Regions from separate parts of the Mus musculus genome. Here all the other regions are linked to region 2. The links are chromatin contacts, called in public promoter capture Hi-C maps. All regions are on one chromosome and are shown on one strand. Each heading gives the region's core, a stretch centred on a gene start, on an enhancer-like site or on the middle of the called end of the contact. The rest is flanking DNA. Distances are from core to core; before and after follow the strand shown.

Region 1 (2,700 bases), core at 72-2,571, 250 kb before region 2:
GCAAAATATAACTCCTATAAAAGGGAAATAACCAAAGTGGGTTTTCACAGGGGTGGTTAGGTGCAGAGACAATTCACCCAAAACAATCTACGTACGCCCTGGCTTCAGGCAGTAAATGAAGGAAATCAAGAGCTGCCCAATACCCAGTGGCAGGGTGTGGAGTGGTGGGTCTGTGAACAGCAGGACACCAGGCCTGTGTGAATTCACTTTGGGGGACCCACCTGCTGTCACCTACAGACCAAGCACGATTTATATATGCACACTGACACAGTAAGTTTTCCATAAAACTTAAATGAAGATAGCAACAAACCCTGACTATCAGATGGTCTTAAAAGTCAGAATGAAAGAGGATCTATGTCTATGGTTACATGAAATGACACGCACATGCAATGACACACACATGCAATGACACACACATGCAATGACACACACATGCAATGACAAACATTCTTGTACATTGTTTGTGAATACAGAAAAATATGAAGATAAGCAACAACTGACTCTGTGCTACTGTTTGTTTGTTTGTTTGTCTTTAAGTAACGTTTTTCTTTTTAATTTTAGCATGAATGCCCGTGAAGACTGGGGGGGGGGGGGGGTGGACAGTATGAATGTTGATGGCTTTCCTTTGGGATTTGGAGGGTGGGAGATAAGAACCTATAGAGAGGGCTGGAGAGATGATGGCTCAGTACCAGCTGCTCTTCCAGAGCTCACAACCATCTGTAATGGGATCTGATACCCTCTTCTGGTGTGTCTGAAGACAGCTACAGTGTACCTATATACAAAAAATAAATAAAGCTAAAAATAAAAATAAAAATAAAAGAAAAGAAAAAAGAAAGAACCTATAGAGAATGCAAGGCTTATGGGAATTGGAAAGGCTGATACAGGGGACCTAAACAAAGAAAGAGAGGCCTTCCAGGCCATTGACAAAGCAAAGAGCAAACAACAACACTCCTGAGACTCCAGTTAGACTCTTTTCTAATTCACCAAACAAACCACTTGTAGCTACACACTTAAAAACTCCAGGCACACCAAACTTTGTGGAGGAATAAACAATCACTTTTTGCCATTGCACAGAATAAATCCAGTATTAAATCTAGTTGCTGTTGCTATCAAGAATTTTAAAAGCCAATATTAGAAAACTCAAAGACTCTTAAATTTATAACTTATAATTAAATCTGCCTCTCGTTTTCCCAAGCAAAAGTTGCCGGATTGGACCCACAACCAGCAGAGGAAATGAACGACCTTTACCTGAGCACTCCTCAGCAATCCCATTGACGGTTGCTGCTGGTGTATAAGCTCACGGATGCTTTCCTAAGTCATGTACTGAGAGGCTGGCAGAAGAGACACCCTGCAGAGTGTAGACAGAGCCTTCTGTCCCTTGGGAAAGCAGGCGGGTGAATAAAGAGATCTTTGTTTATATAACTTCTAATCTTTTGTTAAAGTTTCTTTGGTTTTGAAGGTTGCATAAAACAGGTTATAATCTTGGAAACAGATTCCAAGATTAGCCACTTGGAGCCTGAGGCCCCTCCCTCCTGATTTATTTGGTTTCAAGCAGTTAACTCCTCAGTGGCCTTGGCTCACAATTGAAACATCTTCTCAAAAGACCACAGAAAGCTCCCTCAAATGTGGCTTCCTGTTACTGGCACTCATTAAAAAGCCTTTAGCAAGCCTCATGTACTTTTATAATTGCCCACTTCATGAACTTAGATGTGCACGGAGGACCTGGGGGAGACTGATCCATCACAGAAGTGTAGGTAGGCATGATATCCCTGCCAGCTGGCTTCTGCGTTTCCATGAGTTAAAGAATTAAAAGACAGCACCTCTGTGTTTAGCGGCAAGCCTTGCAGGCTTCTCATATAGAAAGGGAGGCTCCAGAGGGTGTGCGGGGTGGGCAATACCAGCTTTAAGGTGTTTAGGGGTTGGGGTTGGGGGTTAGGATGTCCTACTTGGTGTGTAACCTTCTCTCTCTTGTCCATTGTTCTAAAAGTATCTATGTACCCCGTTTTCTACTAGAGATAATGTTTCTGTCTCTGGAATTATTGATTGTCTGGGGTAAGAGTTGGTCTCCTAATTTTTTTCTATTCTTTGTGGTATGGCCAATAAAGACAGACACACTAACTAGAGAAATAGAAACTTACTGCTGGAGATAAAAACACATACACAAACATACATACACAAACATACACACACACACACACACACACAAGAATGAAGGAAGGAAAGAAGGAGGAACGGAAGAGCAGGAGGGGGAGAAGGAGAAGGAGAAAGAGAGACAGAGATAGAGACAGAGAGAACATTTAACTGCCTAGCTTAAAATAGACTTACCCACCACCCCCTTCTCCCATCCTCAATGCCCACAGCCTGAAATCTGGTTTTAATCTCCAGAACCCACATTTAAAAGCTGGACACTGGAAATGTGGAGTCAGGCAGATCCCTGGTACTTCCAGTCTGGTCATCCTAGCCTACTTAACAATCTTCAGGCCAGTTCATGACCCTGTCTCAAAACCCAGAGGTGGATGGTGCCTGTGTGACACTTAAAACTGACTTCTGATCTCCATAAGAATACACACCTGTTGAGGGAATGCGCTTGTGCCTCTGCCCTGGAGGCCTGGCTGGCCATGCACTGGCAGGCAATGGCAGACCTGTTCTTATCTCATGGAGACTCTCTGGCCCAGAGCTCCCAAAATGTCTCCACCTAGC
Region 2 (2,700 bases), core at 173-2,672:
GTGGTGAAGATGTCCTGCAGGAAGCGACCTTGCTCTCGGATGTTCTTGTGTGCCAGGTTGCAGGCTCCGCTCTTGGCGATGAAGCGGGCTTTGGGGAGACGGTCGCGGATGCGCGGTTTGCGCAGGTTCTCCGCTGCGATGCGCGCCAGCACATACTCCTCCGGGATGATGCTCTTCCTGGCCAACATCTTCCTTTCACCATAGCCCGCCTATGCACCTGCCTGAACCTGTGGCTCCTTTCCTCCACACGCGTCCTCCTAGACTAGAGAAACGCTTATTAAAAACTGTCAACTTCATTTCCTCGTCTCAGGTATCTGTACAAAGGGATGCTGTTTTACACACATATTAAATTAAAGATGTGATCAATACAAAAGAGAACCCACTTTGTGTCTGAGGTCTGGGATCCCAGAGAAAACTTTTGATCAGAACCGGAGGAATCCCCCCCCCCCTCTCTCTCTCTCCTCCCTGCTCACTCTTGGAAATAACCGCTATAAGCAAATCTTTAAGCATTTTCTGTATATTCTTTTGTGTCTCGGGATTAGTCAGGCAAGCCTGAGGACGAAAATTAAAGGCCAAGTGGGTTCACTATCTACTTGCTAAACTATTTAGATAAAGTAGCAAGGTTAAAAGGAAAGATGGAGGGATTCTTTTAGTAGCAGCGAAGAAAACTGCTTCCTGTTCATTAAGAAAATATTAACTGTAATTAAAAGATACCAAACATTGCGTTTTCGAACTTGAAAATGATTGATATTAAATTGGAAGGATTTACGAGATGCGTTTTAAAAGGCAGCCAGACTCCCCGCCCCTCCCTCTGAACCTATATCATACTATATGCTGGAAAGTAATTTGCGACGCGGGGATTAGAGACACTGCTGAGGTCTGCAGTGGATTTGCACAGCTCGAGCCAATCTGGGTACACCTTGACTGTTTGGCTTTGGGCTGCGCTATAGCCGGCTTCCCCTCCTCTCCCCGGGAGGCGCGATGCAACTTACAGACTCGGGTTTGCGCTCCCGGCTGCGGCTTGAGCTCCGCACAGGGCGGGCTGGTCCCAGGCTCTCGCATCCCGGGAGCAGAGACCTCCCGAAGTGCAGATCCGGGGGATGTTGGTCCTCCAGAACTGAGTTAAGACTCTAGAAGGTGCGATCCATAGTGCACGCGGGGAGGAGGGCTGGAAGATGAGGGTTGGGTTTGGCTTCCCCCCTCCTGCTGCCGGGCCACGGGGAGGGCGGGGTAGGAGCTGGGGATAGAGGTGCTAGTGGCCATGCTCCGCCAGCTCCTCAGCCGCCTAGCTGGGGCCAGACCTCCGAGCGAGCCGGGGAAAGTGGAGGCGGAGGCCAGTCGGGGGAGCCGGGGAGGCAGGGAGCCGGCCAGAAGGGAGGGACCACCGGGGGAGGAGGCACCAGCCGAGCCAGCTCGGTTCCCAGTAGCCCGGATTCTGCTGCCAGACCGGCACACACATCTTTAAAAGGCTCGCTGCTCAGAGAACTTTCTGAGCCCAAGTTCACTGACGCAAAGAGATTTTAATTTATTATTTTTTAAAGTGTAACTTGCGGGGGGGGGGTATCACTGGGTTACTTCAGATGAAATAAAACCAGATAGAGAGAGTGTAGGTGTTTTGGGTGGGGTGATTGTGGGGTGAGCGTGGGGTGAGGGTGGGGTCCCTGCCCTGAACTTGTAAATCTATTCGTGTTAGAATATAGAGGGGTGGGAGGGCTGAAATCCTTTCGGAAAAAAAACCGATTTCACCAACTAAGACCAGTTTTCAGGCACTTAAAGTCACACAAAAGAAACAAAAAGGGAAACAAAGATAGAGACTAACAACAAAAACACCATCAACAGTCTCTTCCAATAAAGAAAATTTACACCCAGCAGGACGGCTAAGCAAAGTCCAGCACCACACCTGCCTTCGGGGCAGGCAGGCGCAGTCGCGGCTCCGTTTTGACTCTTGGCCGCAGGCCTCTCCCTCCAGTCTAGATCGTAAGAATGATAAGACTGCTCACTTGCGCACAAGAAAGATTATACAGTAAATGTCTTTCTATAGCTTTTGAGAAGGAGCGGGGGTGGGGGTGGGGGAACAAATGTGCTTTTTTTCCCCCCCGCCGGTCATCCTGCTTTTGGCGTTTGTATTAATGGAAACTTTAATTCTTGGAAATTTTATGTTTTCCAAGACTTGAGGGTCGGGAGTATCCGAAGTATAAACAGCATGTTAATTTACTAGAAAGACCTAAAATTAGTCTTTAATGAAGGAAAATGAAGAGCCCCCCTTCCCTTTTTCCACTGTGGGTAGATCTGCTTAACCCCTTGCATTCTGGAGGGCCTGTCCTGTCAGTGAGATTCTTTTTGTTTCCTTTGTTTTCTGCAGTAATTCATGTTGTAGCCTCATAGCAGCCATGCAGACAACATTTGTGCTGTGAGTTCTGCCACTGAAATACAGTTTGAAGTGCACCTTGCTGTGCAATTTACTGTCTACTAATTTAACACCAAAAACATTAAACTCTTTTTTTTTTTTTTTTCAGAAGACAGGGTTTCACATATTCTGAGTTGGCCTCGAACTTGCTGTGTAGCCTATGGTGACCCTGAACTTCTAATCCTCCTGCCTATCTTCCTTGTGCTGGGATCGTAGGTGTGTGCCATCATGTCTGGGGTTTGTTTTGTTTTGTTTAAGACCTTGTGCATAGACAACCACTCTACCAACTGAAC
Region 3 (2,700 bases), core at 21-2,520, 190 kb after region 2:
GAATATATTTTATCAGACAACTTTTTAAAAGTTTTTTTTTTTTTTTAGAAGGGAACAGGTGTGCACTACACTGGAAGGGATTAATAAAGCTGACACACCAGCAGAAGGTAACACTGTTGGCTGAATTAGCAGGGAATGCCAAGCCCATGGGAGGGGGACGATGGCTTAAAATGTTGAGTTCGAGGCACCTGTAGGACATTAAAATGGGGCAATTTCTTGGAGAGGGAGATGAATCAGGAGCATAGGAAGATTGATGTTTAATATAAAAGCATTAAATCATAAAATAGATCCATGCTATAGTATGGACTAAGAAGTTTCCAAGTGGGGAGGGTCTTCAGTTCATTCATTCATTCATTCCTTGGGAGTGGCAGCTCAGCCAGATTGCCTCAAGTTCCAGGCCACCCTGAGCTATGTCATGAGTTCCTGGCTAATCTGAACTATATAGTGAGTTCAAGGCTAGCTCCAGTCAGAGAGCAAAGCAGAGGATGATGATAACTGTAAGAAAAGAGGATGATGATAACTGTAAGAAAAGTGAGGTAGAGAAGATAGACCTTGATCCCCACAGGTTGAGACTGATTTATTGCAACAGCGAGGGGCCCCAAGCTTTCTGCTGTTGCAGGTTGAGCCCATTTACAGACATTCTCTCTCTCTCTCTCTCTCTCTCTCTCTCTCTCTCTCTCTCTCTCTCTCTCTCTGTGTGTCTCTCTCTGTCTCTCTCTCTCTCTGTCTCTCTCTCTCTCTCTGTCTCTCTCTCTGTCTCTGTCTCTCTTTCTGTCTGCCTCTCTCTGCCTCTCTCTCTGTCTGCCTCTCTCTCTCTCTCTCCCTCTCTCTCTCTCTCTCTCTCATACTGTTTGAGAGCCCAAAATATTGTTTGTGAAACAATTAGGCTGGGACTAAGCAATTCTTTATGGCTAGGGGCTGTTGCCCAGTAAACCCGACTCAGCTTCTCATGACCTGAAGTTACCTAGTATGTTGATGGGGAGTGGTTGGAGAGGGAAAAAAAAGGGAAGAAGGAAGAAATGGAGGAAGGTGTAAGGGGAGGAAGAAATGGGAAAACGGAAAGAGGCTGGAGAGGAGGAGATGAGTGGAGGAGGACTAATTCTCATTTATTTTAGAAATCTCCAGACATTATTGAACACTGCACAAAGCGCCATTCAACTAGAGGCTCCTCTGAGCTCACCTGGCCGGCCCCACTGCAGGGTGACGGCGCGGGGAACTACAACTCCCAGCGTGCCCCGGGGCTGGCGGAGCCGTGGGCGTGGCCTACAGCTGCCACAGCAGGCGGGCGGTACCGAGTGGAGTCGGCGGGGCCGAGCTCCCGGATGTGGAGACGTTGGAGCGGCGGCGTGGGAGGAAGATGGACGCGCTGGAGAAGGGGGCCGCCACGTCGGGGCCCGCCCCGCGTGGACGGCCGTCCCGGGGCCGGCCCCCGAAGCTGCAGCGCAGCCGGGGCGCGGGGCGCGGCCTAGAGAAGCCGCCGCACCTGGCAGCGCTGGTGCTGGCCCGCGGCGGCAGCAAAGGCATCCCACTGAAGAACATCAAGCGCCTGGCGGGGGTTCCGCTCATTGGCTGGGTCCTGCGCGCCGCCCTGGATGCGGGGGTCTTCCAGAGGTGCGCATGTGCGGGAGCCGGGCCCGGGTCGGGGGTCGGGGGTCGGGGTCCCCAGGCCTGACCCTGGGTCGCCCCTGCTTGATGGGCGCCTGTCACCTCTGGGCTGCGCAGACTGCCGGGTGCTGCAAGGCCCGGGAGGCAGCAGGTGCATGAATGGAGTCGAGTTGGGGCTCCCCAGCTTAGAGAGTCTTCCCTCACCTTTGAGAAAAAAATATTCTCTGGCTGTGAGGCTGTGAGTCAGCACAAAGAGGAAATGGTCCCTACGTGTGTACGAGGTATGACTGTTTTATGGGTGTGAATGGGTTTAGCCTACCTCTTGAACTTTGGCCTCACTAAAGGCAGTTTTTATCTCTGCATCCTCTCGGCCTCCACCGGATTGATCAGGAGTTACAAGTTGATGCCATTCATCAAAGGAGGGAGATAAAAATCCTTTGCCAACAAGGAATTTAAATGCCCGTGCTAGCTGCATCCAAATTCTGCTTGAATTTATTGCTACCTTTTGATGATTTGGCTTTTAAGATGATTGATTCAGAAGGCTATTGATTTCCCCATATTATGAAGGCAGATTTTTTTTTTCACCCAACTGACATTGTTTAAAGATGGGATAGCAAAAGATATAAATGTATGAGTTTTCTTTGTGTTTTGACTCAAAGGAAGCTCTGGGTGGAGCTAAAGAAACAGCTGGCTTCTGAAAATAACACGTAATAGGAAGTGTGCTGAGGAGAGATAGGGGAGTATCGTGAATTTGGTTCAGCTCAGTAAACATTTCTTGAGCCCCACTTTTTTCCATACACACGCAAGGAGATAGCAAGACGGTCCGTGCACAGTTCTATCCCTTACGGAGCTCTCGATTGGTTTTTGTTTGGTTTTGTGTTTTTAAACCTCTCAGAATGCAGACTGCAAAGGAGTGAGAAGTTAATTATGTATAGGCCACAGGGACAAAGTAACATCTATGAAGGGAAAAGAGTTTGAAGTCATACTGACCATAGATTGAGAACAAAATTATTGTTCATGACTCTCAGGTCCCATGTCAGGAAATGACTTTCAGAGTGGATTCAGAAAGGGTACTGGTAGAACTGGAGAAATGGC
Region 4 (2,700 bases), core at 3-2,502, 230 kb after region 2:
TGGGATTGAAATTGAGCAGAGTGTGTGTGTGTGTGTGTGTGTGTGTGTGTGTGTGTGTGTGTGTGTTCTCAAAACCCCTGACCTTTGTGCACTTTGCTTCTTCCCACACTGATGACCCGATCTAACTGGTGACTACACTGCATAACTGACTGGACGTGGCTGCTCGTTGTTGAACACCTTAACTGTAGCCACCGTCTCTATGTGACCACTACTAAGGAAATTGTAGCAGGCAACTGGATGTTACATAACAAACAAAATTATCATAGAACTAAGTCCAAGAAAGTACAGAGTGGCATTACTTACTCAATGACACCCATGGGTGTACAACTCTGTACGAATCGATTCTGAAGTAAAACTTTAGCAGGGAAAGTATTTACGGCTCTTATTAGTGTAGATGAAAAAAGTTATAGACAATTAAGTATGAGCTGAGCAAAGGTTGTTTAGTCATCAGGACGATCTGGGCAAGATACAATGGGAATCTATCACATAGCTATTTTGCTTATTTCATATGATATATCAACATTTGTGCACCTTCATAAATCAAATGAAGAGGAAAACTTTAGCAGAGCTTCAATCATTTCACTTGAGTCTTTTTAAAGTAAGAAATCTAAATCCTTGAAAGTCATCCCCCCACCCCCAAAAAATGTCTGAGATGGAAACAAAAACAATGTTTCCATTACTGTTGCTTCTCTGTATCTTATAGAACACTAAGTAAATGGAAACAATGTTTCTACCTCTTACTGTTGCATCTCTGTATCTTATAGAACACTAAGTAAATGGAAACAATGTTTCTACCTCTTACTGTTGCATCTCTGTATCTTATAGAACACTAAGTAAATGGAAACAATGTTTCTACCTCTTACTGTTGCATCTCTGTATCTTATAGAACACTAAGTAAATGGAAACAATGTTTCTACCTCTTACTGTTGCATCTCTGTATCTTATAGAACACTAAGTAAATGGAAACAATGTTTCTATACCTCTTACTGTTGCATCTCTGTATCTTTTAGTACATTTTAGGGGGAAACTCACCAGATTTTGGGTAGGAAACCAGAAATATGTCATCTTCTCTAGCATCAAAAGAGTCCAAGGAACCAAGGAGTTCTTCTGAAGACATGGTAGAGAAGAAGATGCCCATGTACTTATGGAGGAGACTTGGCTGACTCTGGCATGACATCTTCCACTGACCCTATTAGAGGCTGTATAGTCAGCACAGTCCCTCCACAAGCCACAGACAAACCTGGCCCTTGGTCACAACCTCAGCAGAGTGGCAGAGGAATCTTGGTATCTCCAAGCTGATATTCCATGTGTCTATATATACCTTTTGCAGCTCTCTAGAAGAATAATTTTTAAACCACAACTGAGCCAATGTCTATTATAAAAGTCATGTTATCTGAATTTTTCTGATAACACAGGTTACAAAATGTGTCCTTCCACTCAGTTCAGGCTCATTTGCATAGAAAACTACCAGGCAGCCAGGAGTAATCACTGTGTTAAGATTGTACCACTATCAAATCCTTTGTCCTAAATAGGTAAAGTCTTTAGTCACTACAATGAATTATGTCACTGAAAGTAATTAAGAAAATTGGGTTTCTACAGTATAGGAAGTAGTCAGTATTTAAAGTTTGAGGGGACACAGCAACAGGGAAATAAGAATGTCTCCAGGAATTGGGAAATACTCTTGCGACAGCCTTTATGAGCTGTAGTTTAGAAGAAATACAGTGATAGTCAGAATACCACACTAAAAAGAGATTTCCTGAGAACACATGCAAACAGGAATCTGTAGAGAGAAGGAAGTTAATTCTTATCTCACTCAATTTTAGTCTTGGTTGGTAATATTACAATATTCCAGATTCAATTAGATATAGTAAAGAAATGCTCAGTTATTTCAATGAAACTCAGTTGAAAATTTGGCTTGTCTGACAATGGAAGGAACATTAATGAAGAAATGGACAAAATTTTAATCGAGTGTCAAAAATAGAGGTTATACTGTAGGGAAAATATCTGAAGAAGAAAGATGCCCATGGCAGTAACAGAAACATATACATAGTAACAGATCATATACACAGGAGATGACAGAGAATGCACTAATAGAATAAACACATGAACGGAGGACAGCAATGAAGTGTCCTGGCTTGCTGTGTTCTAGGACAAGCCAACAGAAAGCAGAGCTTGAGGGTGGGCTGCTCACTTGGTGCAGCTACGTAGCATGTAGGAAGCCAGGAATGGATGCCCAGCCACACAGACACAATGTATAGTGGTACAGATCTACAATCCCAGCACCCAGCAGGTGGAGGCAGGAGGATTGGAAATTCAAGGTCCTTTTTAAAAATAAAACTATTGGCAGGATTAATTTTTGATAGCTAATTTTTGCATAACTACCCATTGGCTCCCTTTTAGATACTTATTTTTACGTAATTAAAATATAATTATTTTAAGTCATTTCTCCCCTCCCCCTCCTCCCTCCTACCCCTTGTAGGTCCTCCCCTCCAAAATTCACACTCTCCTCTTCTTTAACTTTGTTGTTATATATACACATAAACATAAATGAATAAATGTACAGTCAGTACTCAGTACAACATGACTCAGTACTGACAGTGTTGCTTGCATGAACATGTTTCTAGGACTAAGCAATCACTCGGTATTGAAGAACCAATCATCAGGGCTCAAAAAGACTAACTCCCTCCCCCCCCCCCCCAA
Region 5 (2,700 bases), core at 36-2,535, 230 kb before region 2:
TGTTGATGAGTAACATGTCCAACAGAAGTTCTAACTATGATAAACAAATGAATCAGGTGTGTTTACATGTGGGTATTACAAATAGAACTATTTTACTGAGATCACCAACCACTGAAGTCACCAGAAATAGTAGCTGGGGTCGTGTCAAGGAGCTTACGACTTTGGTGTAGTTGGGATGAAGTAAAGCAGGGTAGGTTTAAACTCATAAGATGTTTTTGGGCTACATAGAGGCAACTCCTTTCTCCATTTTACAGTTATTAAAGTTATTGATGAGGAGCGGCAGCTTATTGAGGGAAAGGAGTTGCAAAAAGCTGACGTTGTGTGTGCTAAGAAAAGAAAGAAAGCAGCGGTGTCATTCAAAGCTGAGGAGCAAATGGTCTCCTGTAAAACGATGAAGCAGTGTATATCTATAATGAGATATAGAGTCCCTGTTACCCAGATTGGCCATCCTCAGAGTTTAAAGAATTAAAGAGGCATCAATAAATACCAGTGTTAGACAGAGACGATTAAAAAAGGCCTTAATATTAAAATCAAACCGCCAAGCGAGACAATCCACAAGGGCACAAAGATTAACAGCAAGGTAAGAGAGGATACTGCAGAGGAAAGAGGTGAAAACAACTCAGCCATTTCTGAACGCCATTCCTCAGGCAAATGAACACTAGGAAACTATAACTGTTAAGAAATGCTATGTTTTTGCACCTGTACATTTTTACTGAGCTCAGAATTGGAAGTTAGAGGCTAACTTCTTCAACTATTCAACAGTATTTGATTGTCATAAAGATGTCATAAAGAATGAGTTTTCAAAGGCCGGGCATGGTGGCGCACGCCTTTAATCCCAGGACTCGGGAGGCAGAGGCAGGCGGATTTCTGAGTTCGAGGCCAGCCTGGTCTACAAAGTGAGTTCCAGGACAGCCAGGGCTATACAGAGAAACCCTGTCTCGCAAAAAACAAAAACAAAAACAAAAAGAATGAGTTTTCACAATATCCCATTGCTATGTGAAGGGCAGCAATCGAGACTATTCCAGAGGATTCGAGTTCTTCCCCTACAGAATAAGAAGAGGCTCGCATGAAAGTCCCCTAAGGCAGGGGCAACCAGAGTTCAAGATGTGGGCGTGGTAACAGCCGGAAAGTCTGCCTCCAGATTTTCAAACGCAAAACACGTGGGAAATACTCATACGGACTAAGTGTGAGCTTCCGGGCACCCGTAGTCCAATGTCAATGGCCCGAGCGCCGGAAGTGATTTGTGGGCAGCGTCTCTTCCGGGTAGAAAATAGCTGGAACTTTCACCAGTGTTCAGTCTGCCGCCAGCCCCCGGGGAACTATGGAGGCCCCGCGACCGGCAGGGACATTCGTGGTGGTAGGAGGTGGCATCGCTGGCGTCACGTGTGCCGAGCAGGTTCGTGGGCGCGTGCTCCGCCCCTTCTGGACCCTGTTGTCGTGGTTACGGGAGATTGCGGCGGGCGGCACCGCTTCGCGGGTCGCTCTTCCGGCTTTTCCCCACGCCCACTCGGCGGCGCCGCTGGTGGGGAGGCTGCGCAGAGCCCCGTTGTAGCGTTTGGGGCCAGGAGTAGACAGTGCCTAATTAGCTAGGAATCCAAAATCGAACCAGACTCCGGGTGGAATAGTGTGCCAGTGGGCAGGAGACCTTGGCGTTTGGACAGAAAATTCTCCCACTTTTCAGATTTCCTTCACACATGAAATTTAGTTTCTTGATAAGTGCCACGACGTTAATAAATAATTTCAACGTTACCTTGAACTCCAAAGATAAAATTTCATGTCTAGCAGAAGTTTGGGGCAAAGGACTACAGATGAGGAAATTCTAATCATGATAAACAAATGAATCAGATGTGTTTACATGTGCGTATTACAGAAAAGAACTATTTTGTTGCGATCACCAACCGCTGAAGTCACCAGAAATAGTAGCAGGAAGTGTTTTTTGAGTTGTTAAACTTGGGTGGTGCAGCTCCTGTTTATCCATCAAAGAGTTCATATTCCAAGTCACGTCATCACTGTGTTACCTTAATCTTAGGAGTTACTGGTAGGAGTGAATTAAGGTAAGGGGTAATTAACTTCTCTTAATGTGTAAAGATTACCAAATAGAGAAGAAAAACATACTCCACAGTGTAGCCTTCATGGGAAGAAAGCATGACTTAAATTGCAAGCAGAGAAGCTGATAAGAGACAGAAGCAAGGAAGACTGCCAGAGTTCAGACCACATAGGTTGATACGACTTGCTGTGTTTAATGAAAGTCTGCAAATAGATGGTTTCGAGTTAGGGGTGAAAGCTTTGTAAATTTGATTAGCTACAGTGTGTGTGTTAAGGGCAAATGGTCGACAGCTGTGTGAAGCAGGAAGCTAACCTGTAGATAGTTCTCAGGAGTATTAAGTTTTGAGAACTTGATCCAACAAGAAATGTACAAGATAGATTACAGAATATGAAGAGGAAACAAAGGCAGAGAGTGGTCAGATATAGGACATTCAAATAGGTTGAGTCACAGGACTGTTGTATGGCCTGAGGGCGTGGGGTTGAGGGTGCTGAGCTTCGTGGGACATGAGCAGGGACATGGGACAGGCAGTGGAACAGAATCCAAGATGAGCAAACGACCACCCCCCTCCGGAGTGTAGGGAAAAGGTAGAAATCGTGAAACTGCTGCATGTTAAGTCTTTGTGTTTTGTTAAGCTAAGGTTCAAATGGCTCTGT

What was found. Promoter capture Hi-C pulls out the DNA fragments that hold promoters and counts their contacts. Capture Hi-C pulls out chosen DNA fragments and counts their contacts.
Region 1: a promoter capture Hi-C map of embryonic stem cells shows a contact between it and region 2, with 2.4 times the contacts expected there. The contact joins the promoter of Slco1a5 here to the promoter of Kcnj8 in region 2. A contact is called at or near these places in 2 of 39 promoter capture datasets (both in embryonic stem cells) and 1 of 9 other capture datasets (adipose tissue).
Region 3: a contact with region 2 is called in a promoter capture Hi-C map of liver. The contact joins the promoter of Cmas here to the promoter of Kcnj8 in region 2. A contact is called at or near these places in 13 of 39 promoter capture datasets (the 3T3-L1 cell line, 3T3-L1-derived adipocytes, the C10 cell line and 9 more), 2 of 484 Hi-C or Micro-C datasets (embryonic stem cells and natural killer cells), 14 of 115 datasets of contacts at active chromatin or transcription factors (DN3 thymocytes, bone marrow-derived macrophages, craniofacial prominence and 8 more) and 2 of 9 other capture datasets (adipose tissue and liver).
Region 4: a promoter capture Hi-C map of the HPC-7 cell line shows a contact between it and region 2, with 2.6 times the contacts expected there. The contact joins the promoter of Sult6b2 here to the promoter of Kcnj8 in region 2. A contact is called at or near these places in 9 of 39 promoter capture datasets (the C10 cell line, the HPC-7 cell line, cranial neural crest and 6 more), 1 of 484 Hi-C or Micro-C datasets (embryonic stem cells) and 1 of 115 datasets of contacts at active chromatin or transcription factors (embryonic stem cells).
Region 5: a contact with region 2 is called in a promoter capture Hi-C map of adipose tissue. The contact joins the promoter of Pyroxd1 here to the promoter of Kcnj8 in region 2. A contact is called at or near these places in 4 of 39 promoter capture datasets (embryonic stem cells, frontonasal cranial neural crest and liver), 1 of 484 Hi-C or Micro-C datasets (LSK cells), 2 of 115 datasets of contacts at active chromatin or transcription factors (effector CD8 T cells and memory CD8 T cells) and 2 of 9 other capture datasets (adipose tissue and liver).

The regions. Positions count from the first base shown.
Region 1 is chr6:142,321,660-142,324,359 of GRCm38.p6, forward strand. It overlaps Slco1a5 (solute carrier organic anion transporter family, member 1a5), which reads right to left and starts at 1,322. Exons shown (of 15, transcript NM_130861.3): 1 at 1,249-1,322.
Region 2 is chr6:142,570,192-142,572,891 of GRCm38.p6, forward strand. Kcnj8 (potassium inwardly-rectifying channel, subfamily J, member 8) reads right to left here and starts at 1,423. Exons shown (of 3, transcript NM_008428.5): 1 at 993-1,423; 2 at 1-262. The coding sequence starts at 188.
Region 3 is chr6:142,755,416-142,758,115 of GRCm38.p6, forward strand. Cmas (cytidine monophospho-N-acetylneuraminic acid synthetase) reads left to right here and starts at 1,271. Exons shown (of 8, transcript NM_009908.2): 1 at 1,271-1,611. The coding sequence starts at 1,358. It overlaps LOC115490443 (a long non-coding RNA gene), which reads left to right and starts at 1,893. Exons shown (of 2, transcript XR_003956544.1): 1 at 1,893-2,700.
Region 4 is chr6:142,803,214-142,805,913 of GRCm38.p6, forward strand. It overlaps Sult6b2 (sulfotransferase family 6B, member 2), which reads right to left and starts at 1,253. Exons shown (of 6, transcript NM_001145390.1): 1 at 1,033-1,253. The coding sequence starts at 1,177.
Region 5 is chr6:142,344,412-142,347,111 of GRCm38.p6, forward strand. Pyroxd1 (pyridine nucleotide-disulphide oxidoreductase domain 1) reads left to right here and starts at 1,286. Exons shown (of 12, transcript NM_183165.3): 1 at 1,286-1,396. The coding sequence starts at 1,322.